3 separate regions of the Danio rerio genome follow, and all the other regions are linked to region 1. A link is a contact called in public HiCAR-type and HiChIP or PLAC-seq data. All regions are on one chromosome and are shown on one strand. Each heading gives the region's core, a stretch centred on a gene start, on an enhancer-like site or on the middle of the called end of the contact. The rest is flanking DNA. Distances are from core to core; before and after follow the strand shown. Region 1 holds the start of kctd15a (potassium channel tetramerization domain containing 15a). Region 2 overlaps si:dkey-219c3.2. Region 3 holds the start of si:dkey-219c3.2.

Evidence for each region. HiCAR-type assays count read pairs that join an accessible place to other places. HiChIP or PLAC-seq counts read pairs in DNA pulled down with a chosen protein or histone mark.
Region 2: a contact with region 1 is called in a HiCAR-type map of caudal fin, with 7 times the contacts expected there. The contact joins the enhancer-like site here to the promoter of kctd15a in region 1. A contact is called at or near these places in 8 of 18 Hi-C or Micro-C datasets (caudal fin, embryo, hematopoietic stem cells and 1 more) and 3 of 4 datasets of contacts at active chromatin or transcription factors (caudal fin, embryo and gastrula embryo).
Region 3: an H3K4me3 HiChIP or PLAC-seq map of gastrula embryo shows a contact between it and region 1, with 6 times the contacts expected there. The contact joins the promoter of si:dkey-219c3.2 here to the promoter of kctd15a in region 1. A contact is called at or near these places in 3 of 4 datasets of contacts at active chromatin or transcription factors (caudal fin, embryo and gastrula embryo).

The regions. Positions count from the first base shown.
Region 1 is chr25:21,632,130-21,636,084 of GRCz12tu, reverse strand. It overlaps kctd15a (potassium channel tetramerization domain containing 15a), which reads left to right and starts at 1,786. Exons shown (of 5, transcript NM_001006012.2): 1 at 1,786-2,254. The coding sequence starts at 2,243.
Region 2 is chr25:21,543,162-21,547,590 of GRCz12tu, reverse strand. si:dkey-219c3.2 reads right to left here. Exons shown (of 14, transcript XM_017354184.4): 8 at 4,208-4,313; 9 at 2,774-2,943. Among named protein-coding and RNA genes, the nearest start is that of si:dkey-219c3.2, 21 kb to the right of the region's middle. Within about 2 kb of position 2,585, at least 1 of the 62 cell types and tissues checked has an H3K27ac peak or open chromatin away from gene starts, as enhancers often do. A contact at or near this core is called in caudal fin, where this site is marked.
Region 3 is chr25:21,522,267-21,526,427 of GRCz12tu, reverse strand. si:dkey-219c3.2 reads right to left here and starts at 2,193. Exons shown (of 14, transcript XM_017354184.4): 1 at 1,011-2,193. The coding sequence starts at 2,169.

The DNA.
Region 1 (3,955 bases), core at 537-3,036:
AAATTATTCATCTCATCTTAAACATAGGCACAGATAGACTAGTTCAAACGTTTAAGACGTCTTAAGGTCTCAGGAAGAACAAGACATTTCATGTGATCTCAAGTGTTTCAAAGAACCATTTTTATGTACTGTATGAACATTTTCATAATCTGAAGAATCCATTATAACCTTTCCACACTGTAAAAATGCTGGGTTCCTCACAATCGATTTGTGTCGGGGCAACATAAGGGAACTGAGTTAATTTATTCTTTTTTAACAAATGTTAGTGGATTAAACATAAAACAATTAAGTTGTCCCAAAAACAAAACTCAAGAATTGAGCTCATTTTAAATTAATTGTTTGAACAAACAGCAAACATTATATTTTTTTTAAGTAAAGAATCTTGTAGAATAAAAAGGGCCCATATTAAATGTTCTTCATGAACATTAATGCTATATCTTTAATTTTAAAAAGTCAGTTTTAGGAACCGTTTTGTTATCACTAAAAAAACATATTTTTACTAGTTGTTCAAATTACTTTTTGAAATGAGCTTAATCAAAAATTCTTAAGCCTTTTTGGGACAATTTAATTGTTTTACGTAAAACTAACTTAAATTTGCAAAAACAATGATGTTAACTTATTCGACTTTTGTTGGGACAACAGGAAGGAATTGTGTGGAAGCCTGCATCTTTTTACAGTGTTTTCCCCTGTTTTTTACTTTTAACCATTATCCTGTTATACATTAACTCATTGCAAATTAAATAATAAACTAAATTTTAAAAAAGGCCAAAAAATAATAACGGTTGTGGTAGGTTTGGTCACTGGTTGGCGCCAGATGTCAAGGTAGAGAATAAACATTTCCAGAGGGACAACATTGCAAGTGTCAAATGTGTTGAAATATGAATTCTGGTGTCCTTGAAGCATTTATATGATATCAAACAAGAACAAGAACGCACATAAAAGCGACTTTTAGGTCATGAAACGTTTATTTAAATTATAGCCTATATAGTTCTCAAACTGAATTCGTGGAGGGCCGCACATCTGAAGTTTAGCTCCAACTCTAATTAAACACACCTGATCCAATTAATCAAGACTCTTTTGAACACATTGATTAATTGGATCAGGTGTGTTTTATTAGATTTGGAGCAAAACAGAGCTACGGCTCTCCAGGAATTCAGTTTGAGACCCATGATTTAAATGTGTAGTTATCTCATTTGACTTTAAATGTCCCACAAACATTAAAGCTTGTATTTTTTTATTTTTATTTTACTGTTTCTAAAACTGTTGTATTTTTTTAGCCTATTTCAATTTACCTTTTTCTAAGCGTCGACATAAACCTATATTCATACAGAACTCTGAATATATTCGTTGTGGAAATGCTGTAAACCCGTTTGTAGGCTGCGTTCACTTTGGTCACTGGTTGGCGCCAGATGTTAAGGCACAGGGCATTTCCAAGAGATGGAGAGTAGTATTAAAAGGGTCTAAAACTGTCAAATATGCTTTTTGTTAAAGCCTTTCCTTTTCAGCACAATGCGCCCGTCTTTCCACCTGAAATCTGTGTGCCATCGAGGCAGACATCTCTATCTAGCCGCGCGCAAAAATTGAAATGGCGCGTTTGGCCCGAGGCGGTTGTGTGGGCGCCTTTGCAGAGGCACAATGCATATCGATATACGTCATTTAGTTTTCATGGCCAGCAGAACATTATTAGGGCGCCGAGAGACACGTTTGGAAGCAAATTAATTCTTCCATTAAAATAGAAACATCAATCAAAAAAGACGTTCGTAGTTAGAAAATACAGTAGGCTATATTTTGTGGGTAAAGTGGTTTAATACAACAGCCTTCTTCTTTTTCCCACTGAAGGTTAGCCAAAGACATGCACACAGGTAAACCGTTATCCTCACACGCGCGCGCGCTCATCATATCTTTGTTCAGACGATGAATAAATAAATGACGATAAATGCGACGAAAAGACACACATACGCATCCTCCCAAATGCGAATAGCAAGATCAAATGTTGTTCTTGTAACTCGCCCCAGCTCAGGCAGGGTTGAGCTAATTGTAGCCTAATCCTGCCCCGGGGCGTTTGGAGAGCCTTGAGCAAGAATTCTTGTTCAGCTGTCCTCTGTTATTCGGGCTGGAACGCTGTGCCTTCAACGCACTCTCACGCTTCAACAAAAAAGGAGCAAGAAAGAAAAAAAGCGAGGCTAAGACACGCCACCATCGATCTCATGTTTTAAAGAGGGCTGAAGATACATTTACAGCTATGTCTTCCAAGGTAAGGACGCAGCCTTGACTGACTCCCCTGTGTAGCTTTTGTGGAAAGTGTCTATAGCAGTCTGTGTTTTAGGCGAGTTTTTAAAGCCACAGCGACCTATATAGCGCTGCGTTCGCACCGGCGTTAGATTTCCGCTGGATTCCGAACGGATTCTGTACGAAGAGCTCTTGGAGAAAATATTACCAAAAGTTCTTTCTAGAGGACGAGCAAGCTTCATCGGAGAATCCTCCTCAGATTGCGTCGGACATCCTAAAATGTTTGAAACGGTACGGTACAGATTCTGTCAAATTCTCGAGTCTTTTCTCTTTATTGCATTCGTTCTCAGTGTGTCGTGCTTTTGCAGTTTTAGATCAGGGAGGGCTGATTTGGGTATACAATGAGAGGTCAGAGCACTACTGTATGCCCATTGCGTACAGGAAGTGCGGTACATAGAGTTGTAGGGCTATTTTACGCACTCCTGAGACCTGGCGCAGTTATCATCAACTATTATTTCGGACTTTGATGAGATCTTACTTTGCACTCGCTCGTAGCGGCAGATTCCTTTTCACTACAAACATCAATAGTTAGCTTTTCAAGTCATGACATGATGTTCATACTATTGAAGCGTTATATATATATATATATATATATATATATATATATATATATATATATATATATATATATATATATATATATATATATATATATATATATATATATAACATTAGACATTACTCACTAAAAATGCAGTTCGTATTTTAGTCAGTTGTTGATTCAACCCTTTCTGAAAATGTCTGTTCATTGAATGAAGCATTTGGTGTTTGACTGATTCCAAGTTATGAGGCTTTTGAGTGACTCATTGAATGATTCGGCTCCCAGGAGTCGTTACTTCGTTTTTCTAAACTGCTACTGCTTTTGAAATATGGGTTTCTTATTACTGTGGCGCAGTATAGTCTTATAGGAACGAATGGATAAGGACAAATTAAAACATATAGCCTTGTAAAAGTTGTAAACAATTTTATAATTAATATAATGTCTTTAGCCGTGACTCTGAAGATTAATTGATGTTTTTTAGTAACAAAAATGTAAATTTTATATATTAATTCTATTATTCAATTTCACTTAAACTAACCATAATAACCTGCAGTTCATTGACTGAGATGTTGATTCAAACCGTTCTTGACAAATTCAGCGTTCATTCATTGAATAATTTGACACGTTGATTCTAAGTTATGAATCTTTTGTGTGATTCGTTAAAAGAATTGGCTCATAAGAGTTGTGCTACAGGCAACCTGTCAGGCTGTGTTTGATTTTTCGTAATTTATAAGAAATTTATTTGAAATGTTTATTTATTGGTAGACAATTTTTTAAGTTCAAATTGAAAATGATTTATTGCTCACACGTGGGATACAAAAAAATAAAAAATAAAACCTGATGTTTTAGATGCAATTGAAAATGTTTAGCTAATATTGTAGCTTATTATTAACGTAGTGTTCAAGTATTATTAATATTGATTTTTATGAACAAACTTTTCATTCAGTTAAGAATTCAACAGATTTGCGTGACTCATTAAAAAAACGACTCATAAGAGTCATTTGTTCATCATTGGAATGCATGGGCTTCATTTTGTTTGTCTTTTGGATCTTAACATTTGAAATTTGCATTCTTGAAATTGTTTCACAGTATTTTAATAACATTTTAATGACATTTGATAAAAAT
Region 2 (4,429 bases), core at 1,336-3,835, 89 kb after region 1:
TACAGACGTTCATTTCCTTTTTTAGGATTCTTTGATGTTAAATGTCAAAGTAGCAGCATTAATTTATAGAAAAAAATTATTGGGAACAACCTAAATCTCTTTCCTAACACTTTAAGTGATTTGATTACAATTAATTATAACTAAGAAATCTCAATGTTATTTTTTCAAAAACATGTTTAAAAATAAAAGAAAATGAAAGAAATAAAAGAGAAAATATTAATAATAAGTTTTCCTGCGTGACTGTTGTCATTACATCCAGTGATCATACGAGGCTTCACGTGATTGAGCGGACTAATCACGCACGCACCTGCTTTAACAGCACAAAGCGATCATTTGAATGGAGGAAGATGACGGTCTCACAGAAAAGAAAACCTGATGAAGAGAATTGACAGTTTAAAGCTGAATAGACAGATAAGTATGTGTTTATTTTGAAACAAGCCAGCACAAAGCCATCCTGCTTGACTTGTAATGAGACAATCAGAGTAAAGAGTGGAAATGTGAAACGCCACTATGAAACGAAACACGAACATTTTGAATGACAGTATCCACAAAATGCATATATAAGGACCGCAAAACTACAACACAAAGTGTTCTTGAGGGTGCTTTCACATCTGTGGTTCGGTTCATTTGGTCCGGATCAAGGGCAATAAATGATACATTGTTGCATTTTCTGCCTTCTTTGGGTCATTTTCACACCACACTGCTGGCTTTGGTCCGAACCAGTTGAATTGAACCAAAATGCAGTCATCTGACAAAATCCACATCTCTCATTGGTCAGATGTTGTTGAACATATTTCCTAAACAGCTTATTAATTGGTCGGAATTCAAGTGCGGGAAAATGCAAATGAACTCCCGCAAGTAAACAAAACCGGCAGACAAAAAAATGTCCTTTTGTTGACTCGACTGCGCTGACTGACTGTATGCCTGCTTTAGACAAACTATACATTTCGAGAATGAAGCGCAGCTGCGGCTGGAAAACACTGTTTTAATGCATCGCTTGTCACTTCAGGAGGAGGCGTGAATTAATTTAGCTAAACTGCGACATGGTCATCTTGCGGAAATATTACCAACGATCCATTAGGTAATGTTTTCCCCTCTCTCTGTTGGTAAAGTGCTGTAAACAAATATTTTTCCTCCATAACCCATAATGCACAGCGCATCGGCCTATGGTAGCTGGATTAGTCCAAAAGACGCAGTACTTTTTGCGGTTGGACCTGTTTTAGTATGGATCACATTCTCACCACAAACGAAATGCTCCAGGGTTCGTTTAAAAGCGTACCGATACCACCTCGTCAAGCAGGTCTTGGTACGCTTATTTGGTCCGCTTTTGGTACTTGAGTACGATTGCTGCATTCACACCTGCCCAAACGAACCGCAACAAAAGGGAAAACGAACTCTAGTGCGACTCAATCGAACTAAATAAGGCAGGTGTAAAAACCATTACACCTCTTTTGTATTTTTCACTTTTTTGAAGAGAGGTCTGGATGCAGACCTGGTGTAGTTGGCCTGATTGCAATGCTTTTTAATGCACGCACCTAACCCTACCCTTTACAGTAATGTCACTCGCTCCATTGAGCGTATTGTGTCTGACATTAAGATCTCTAAGATATGCAACCTCAGCTATCATCATCATGGCTCCATCTAGATACTATTGGGCCTACCTTTTGTTGCATTTTGTACAAAAATGCACTTCTATTATATTAGTGGTTTTGCCACATATGCATTGTATAAATGTGTTTTGAATGCAAATGCCACTTTATTTAAAGAAAAATAAGTAGTGTTGACTAGTGAAGCATGGATGTTTATTAAAACAAGTTATGTAATATCATTCTTCAGTTCTGGACCTTTGACCTTAATAAAAATTCAGATTTGGAAACTTTAATGTAGACATTGAGAACACCTGATTTAGGGATTTGATAAGTGTTTAGCTTTTTTTTGCTAATTTTAAAAAAAGGTAGGTTTGTTATTAAAATGTCTTTTTTTTAATAAACCTAAAGACTATGTTTGACTTAAATGTAAACAATTGAAAGTTTAATTTACACTGCCTAAGCATTGAATTTTAAGGATTAAGTAATACAGAGTCAAGAAATTAAACTACTTATTGCGAAATTTAATCAGTTTTTCTTTTCTATGATATAATTAGTAATTAATATCTTTGTTAAAGTAACTTATCCAACATTGATTTGCGGGATCAAATCATCATATAAAACTTAATTCCAATGGATCACGAGACACTGTGTTCTGTCATGTGACTGAATTACTGAAATAATATTTAAACTACAATTTAAAATACATTTACGTTATTTATACACACAGTTACTTTTTTCTTTATATGCATGCGAAGAAATTACCTTAATTATACAGCGTTTCTTAAGCTGTCATACAAAGTGTTAATGTGCAGATTCCTTTAGTAATCTATTCATACTTTCAAATATTAGCTCTCTGTGTGGCATTTAAATCAAGCAGCCGAATCCTGATGCTTATAAAAAGAAATGACACATGTTTCCTGTCTCATCGGGCCAGCTTTCATCAGCTTTTTGTTTAAATCCATTCATAATCCCACACCCATTTGAAAGATCCGCCCTCAAACAACGTCAGTCAACACTGATACAGTAATTAGACAGAATATTAACTGCCCACACAGTGGCGGTGCAGCTTAAACCTCTTTATGACTGTAAACCTGCCAGGAGAAACTGATCCTGACAATCACATTGCCAGACTGCCGCTACGGTATGTGTGAAAGGGTGTTGTGGTGGCTTAAAATATTTGGTACCGGTTTCGAGGAGTCGTTTGTGGAGCAGGCTGGCAGGAAGGAAGGCCTCATCCTTACAGGAGCGGATTTGGGTGCCCACCAGCTCTGAACCCGTGGCCAAGATACGGGCGTTTTCCTCGTTCAGGTTTACACCAGCCATGGATGCCACGTCATTGATGTCGTCATCATCCCTGTGGATATAACCCAAGGAAACAGAAGATGGGTTTTTCCATGCATTAAACAGGTATATTATCATAACATATTTAAATCTAACAATTTTAAATATTTTTGTCAAATATTTTTATCAAATATTATCAATTTATGATTCTATTATTAAGCTGGGAATTATATATGTATAAAAATGAAATAAATATATAGTAATTTTTTATCATAATATTTTTAATTTAAAGCTTTGGAATTACATTTTTAAGATGTATTTGTATGCTGAAGCATATTACTACATACACAGTTGTATGGTAAAATCTTTGTATATTTGAAATAGTTGTCCTTTTTTCCCAATTTCAAAATTTTTTTATGTATGTAGTAATGCTACTGCATAAAATACCTACCCAAAAATATAGTACCGTTAATGACTGTATATTCTAAATATTTGTCATGTTTTCAATTTTAAGAATCAACATTAATAAAGAAAAAAATCTTAACACTTTATTTTACAAATAAGTACTGTCACATATTTATACACAGAAAACAAAACCTTTATTTTGTACTAAAAAATAATTAAATTTAAACAGTTTTCATAATACTTTTTTATTAAATTTTATTACAATTTTATGATACAATTTATAATAATAATAATAATAATTAATATTAGAGTGATTTCTGAAGGATCATGTGACTGAAGACTGGAGTAATGAAACTGAAAATCCCATTAAAACCACTGGAATAAATTATTAAAATAAATTATAAACTAATTTTGAATAGTTATTTTATAGTGCAATAACATTTCACAATTTAGCTATTTATTTTGAATAAAATAAATGCAGCCTTGGTGAGCAGGATAAGCTTTAAAACATTTTAAAAAAATCACTGTGTGTGTATATATATATATATATATATATATATATATATATATATATATATATATATATATATATATATATATATATGATATAAAAATTTATAAGATATATATAAAATGTGACAATACTTTATTATTTGTATAAATGAATAAATAAACATTCATAAATAAATACAATTAAATATATACACACATTTTAGTAAAATATTAACAACAAAAAAACTAAATGTATAATGAATTTCAGAAATCTTTCACTATTTAATTTCTTTATCATAATAATAATAATAAACAGTGACAAACTTGACTTCATTCCATCACACCCATTCTCACATCCTCATATTCAGCTCCCAAATGTCAAGAAACAAGCAGCAAATCTAGAGAAATGCTGCCACCTACTGGACTATTAGAAAAGCTACCTGAAAGTCCCGCCTCCGGGGTCATTGAGCTTCTGTTTCTGATTGGCCGAGGCATGAATGGCCACACCCATGGGGCTCCTCACTTGCAAGGGTGTCCCAATAGCACCTGCAATAAAACTTGCAATTATACTGCGGTACCTTCACTGGACTCTTGCATGAGAAAAGGAGCACTTAAGCCTCCATAACTTTCCTTTAGTGGGTTTAAAATGGACTCTAAGCTCA
Region 3 (4,161 bases), core at 944-3,443, 110 kb after region 1:
AATGGCTTATTGTTGCACAAACATGTGAGCATTTTAGTGACTTTTCCACATGCAACATTATTTAATGTAGATAGACCGCTAATGATGATACTGTTTACAAACTACAATGGCACCGCCAGTATTTTGAACCCATAGTATCATGATACTACTATAGTACCGGTAAACTGTGCAGCCTTACTATAAACTACTGTTTATTGCAATGAGTAAATTACAAGTTACATTATTATTAGTATCCATGTTAAAAAAATAGAACTTTTAAGTTAATCTAATATTTCCAGCCAGGTTTTAATAAACTTGCAATATTGTGAAAAAACAGAACTTTCAGTTCTTATATAAAGGCCTAAATACATGCAGTAGCTGCTTTGTTTAACCCAGGTGCACTGCGCACATGCATCTTCCTCTGTTTGTAAACACACAAGCAAACATTTGCGATCGGTTCATGGGATCTGCCAGATGAGTGAGTACGGGTCGAGTCATTAAATGTGATTATCGGCCAACACCAGTCTCTGGCAGAGCATCCCCATGTCTTTTTTTAATATATTTTCCACATTCTTTGAGTGCCTTGGATTGATTTTTGCAGTTTATTCTGATGAATCCCTCACTCAAAGAGTGCAGGCACAATATTTAAGCTACCCCTCAGCACTTTTTGTTTGATTTTGGATTTTTACAAATAACACTTTCTACCCAAGACGTTTTCTGTCAGTCACTTGGTGAAATTCTGTGAATTTGTGCAACCCATTTGTTTCATCCTTCCTATTAAAGAAAGCAGACTCTGACTGCCAAAATTTGAAAAACAGATGTTATTGTAACTTTTTTTACAACTGAAGTCAATTGGGGTCCAGAGTTGTTGTCTTGGACCCCACTGGCTTTTATTATATGCACATTTCTCTAAATACATCCCCAATGTACGCATCATACGGGTTTGGAATGACATGAGAGTAGACAAATTTCACCTTTGGGTGAACTGAACTAACCCCTTTTTGTGCATCTACTCATTCTTGAGTGGTTACCTGGTGGTATGGTGAATCCCGGTGGTAACTGAATGGTGGTTTGTTGTGGTGGTCTGACAATCAGCTGGGTCGTAGGAGCCCCCGGGCGCTGTTGGGGTGTCGCAGTTGGTGTCCCTTGAGTGGGCGTAGCAGGTCTCAACAGGGTGGTAGGCTGTCCTACAAGAGCAGTTGCTGTTGGCTTTGGAAGGGCAGAAGGGGTGCTTGCCACAGGAAGTGAGGTCACCACAGGACTGGACGACACAATTATTTGAGTGGGTGTGCTGGGGTGCAACCCTACAGGAGTCCCTGGGAGCTGGTTCGGGACGATGGCTTTAATCTGGTTTTGAGGGTCAGATTTGGGCTCAGTGTTTGTGAACGCCACAGGGGTGGGCACAAGAGCAGCCCCCTGCACGGGCAATCCTGAGACTTTAGGGTCACCTCCGTTGTGGACGACACTAGTGATGGTGTTTGGAGGCCTGTGCAGTGCTATGGTGGGATTTGCTTGACTATCTAGTGACACATTCGCATGTGGCAGTGTGCTGTTGGGCTGAGCGGGCACAAAAGCAGTATTTGTAGAAGTAGGAGCAGACATGTTGCTTTTATTACCACTACCTCCACCTGAACCAACGTCAATACCGTTCACAGAAGCAGGAGCAGAAGCGATAACAGAAGAGTTTAACGTGCTACTGCTTCCGTTCACTGGCTGTGTTCTGGCGGGAACCGTCCGGACAGCAGACGCAATGTGATTTGTGTTGGGATGAGAGTCTGTTGGTGCTGCTGCGTCACTTGAACAAGTTGATGGATTTGATGAATGATATTGCGCCCGGTTCGCGGCGGGAACCAAATTCGCAGAAGTGTTCGCGGGCAGGTTCGCGGTGGCAGGGACACAATTGGACGCCGGTATCCTGTCCGGACCGTTTTCTTGAGAGTTTCCCTCCTGGTTTCGTTCTGCTTGCCGCTGCCGCTGCTGCTGCTCCAGTGTTGTTCCTACTTGGGCGGGCAGTAATTTCCCCAAGTGTGGATTTAGCGCGTTCGAAGCTCTCCTGGCGTCGCCTTGAGGACCGACTGTCTTGTTTTGTCCACCTAATTGCGATTCTAACGAGCCTACGAGGTCACTGACGGCTTTTTCGTCCACTTCGGAATAGAGCATATCTTCCAGTGGATCGGGGACACCCGCCATCTTTGAGAGACGCTTGAGAAATGCGTACGGCGCGTGCGTTGTTTTGCTGCTGAGGCATTGTGGGAAACGTAATGACATCATGGCCAAGTTTTGCAGCTGTTGTCATAATAAGCCTGTCACTTTTAGATTTCATTTATAGAACGAATAAATAAGTTTAAAAAAAATAAATAAATATATATATATATATAATATATATATATATATATATATATATATATATATATATATAAACGCTTTTTGAATGTTTTGATCTATACAATCAATTTGATGTCAAACTAAATTAGATATTGCCACTGTGTTACATATAATATTTTCTTGTTGTAATTATGATATAGAATGTAATTATTTACTAAGTTTTATATTTTATCAATATAATTTCTATTTTTATAATTTCTGTTCTCATATATTTCTACTGTCTATTCATTCATTAATCTTTCTTTGGCTTAGTCCTTTATTTATCAAAGGAATGAACCATTAACTATTCCCAAATGTTTTACACACAGATGCCCTTCCAGCTGCAACCCATTAATGGGAAACACCCATACACCCATTCACACACACTTTAGTTCACGGATCACATGAGACTGTAGGGGAAACCAGAGCACCTGGAGGAAACACATGCCAACACGGGGTAAACATGCAAAGTCCACACAGAAATGCCAACTGACCCAACCAGGACTCGAAACTGCGAACTTCTTGGTCTGAGGCGACAGTGCTGCACAGCTACTTTCTATATAACAATACCACTTTTTTTTTCTCTGAATATTTTTAAAAAACAAATCTTAACTGTGAAATGTTATTGCAAATTGTGAATGTATAATGATTTAATCAATAATTTATTGTTTTAATTTTTTTTTGTATGAAATCATGCTACCATATGTACCTATAGCCAGGACCAGACAGAATCTGGGGACATTTTTCACTATTTCTGCGTAGAATTGTGTAAAAAAAAAAAAAAGTCTGCAGAATTATGCAGAATGATTTTGGGAGTATCATAACTAAAAACTTAAAATATGAAATAAAAAATAATACCTGTTTAAGTTTACAATGCAAATCCAATTAGATCCACTTATTTGGATAATAAAGCAAATGTCTCACAATATATCATATATAAAATTTTCATATTAATCAATAATGTTACCAATAATTATTTAAAAATTGAATAAATATAAACGTTTACACATTTACACTAGTAAATAAATAGACTCAATGATGGGCTAAATATCTGTGGAAATCTATTGCTAATTAATTAAATGTATCTTATTCTCTGAGTTTTGTGTGTGGATCTGATCCTTTGTTCTTCATCTTAAAATATACTGTGTTAAAATATACCATTGTAATGTAATTAAATATTTTTATCTAAATTAAAACACAAATTTCTATGCATACATTTATAGAGTTGTATGTAAATAATCCTATTTTTGGTTTTAGTCACACAAATTTGTAACATCATAAAAGTGTAACATGTTATAACAATATAATTCATTCATTCATTTTCTTGTCGGCTTAGTCCCTTTATTAATTTGGAGTCCCCACAGCGGAATGAACCGCCAACTTATCCAGCAAGTTTTTATGCAGCGGATGCCCTTGCAGCCGCAATCCATCTCTGGGAAACATCCACACACACATTCACACACACACTAGAGACAATTTAGCCTAATTCACCTGTACCGCATGGCTTTGTACTGTGGGGGAAACCGGAGCACCCGGAGGAAACCCCTGCGAACGCAGGGAGAGCATGCAAACTCCACACAGAAACGCCAACTGAGCTGAGGCTCGAACCAGCAACCTTCTTGCTGTGAGGCGGCAGCACTATCTACTGCGCCACTGCTTCGCCCCATAACAATATAATATGTAATATAAAAAATATATGATTATTTAAATTACAAAAAAGAAGTAAACATGGCAACCGTTCAAATCTTAAAAATAAAACAAAAATATACATACATTTTAACTTATATATAAATATAGCATACTCTTCTTTATTTGTGA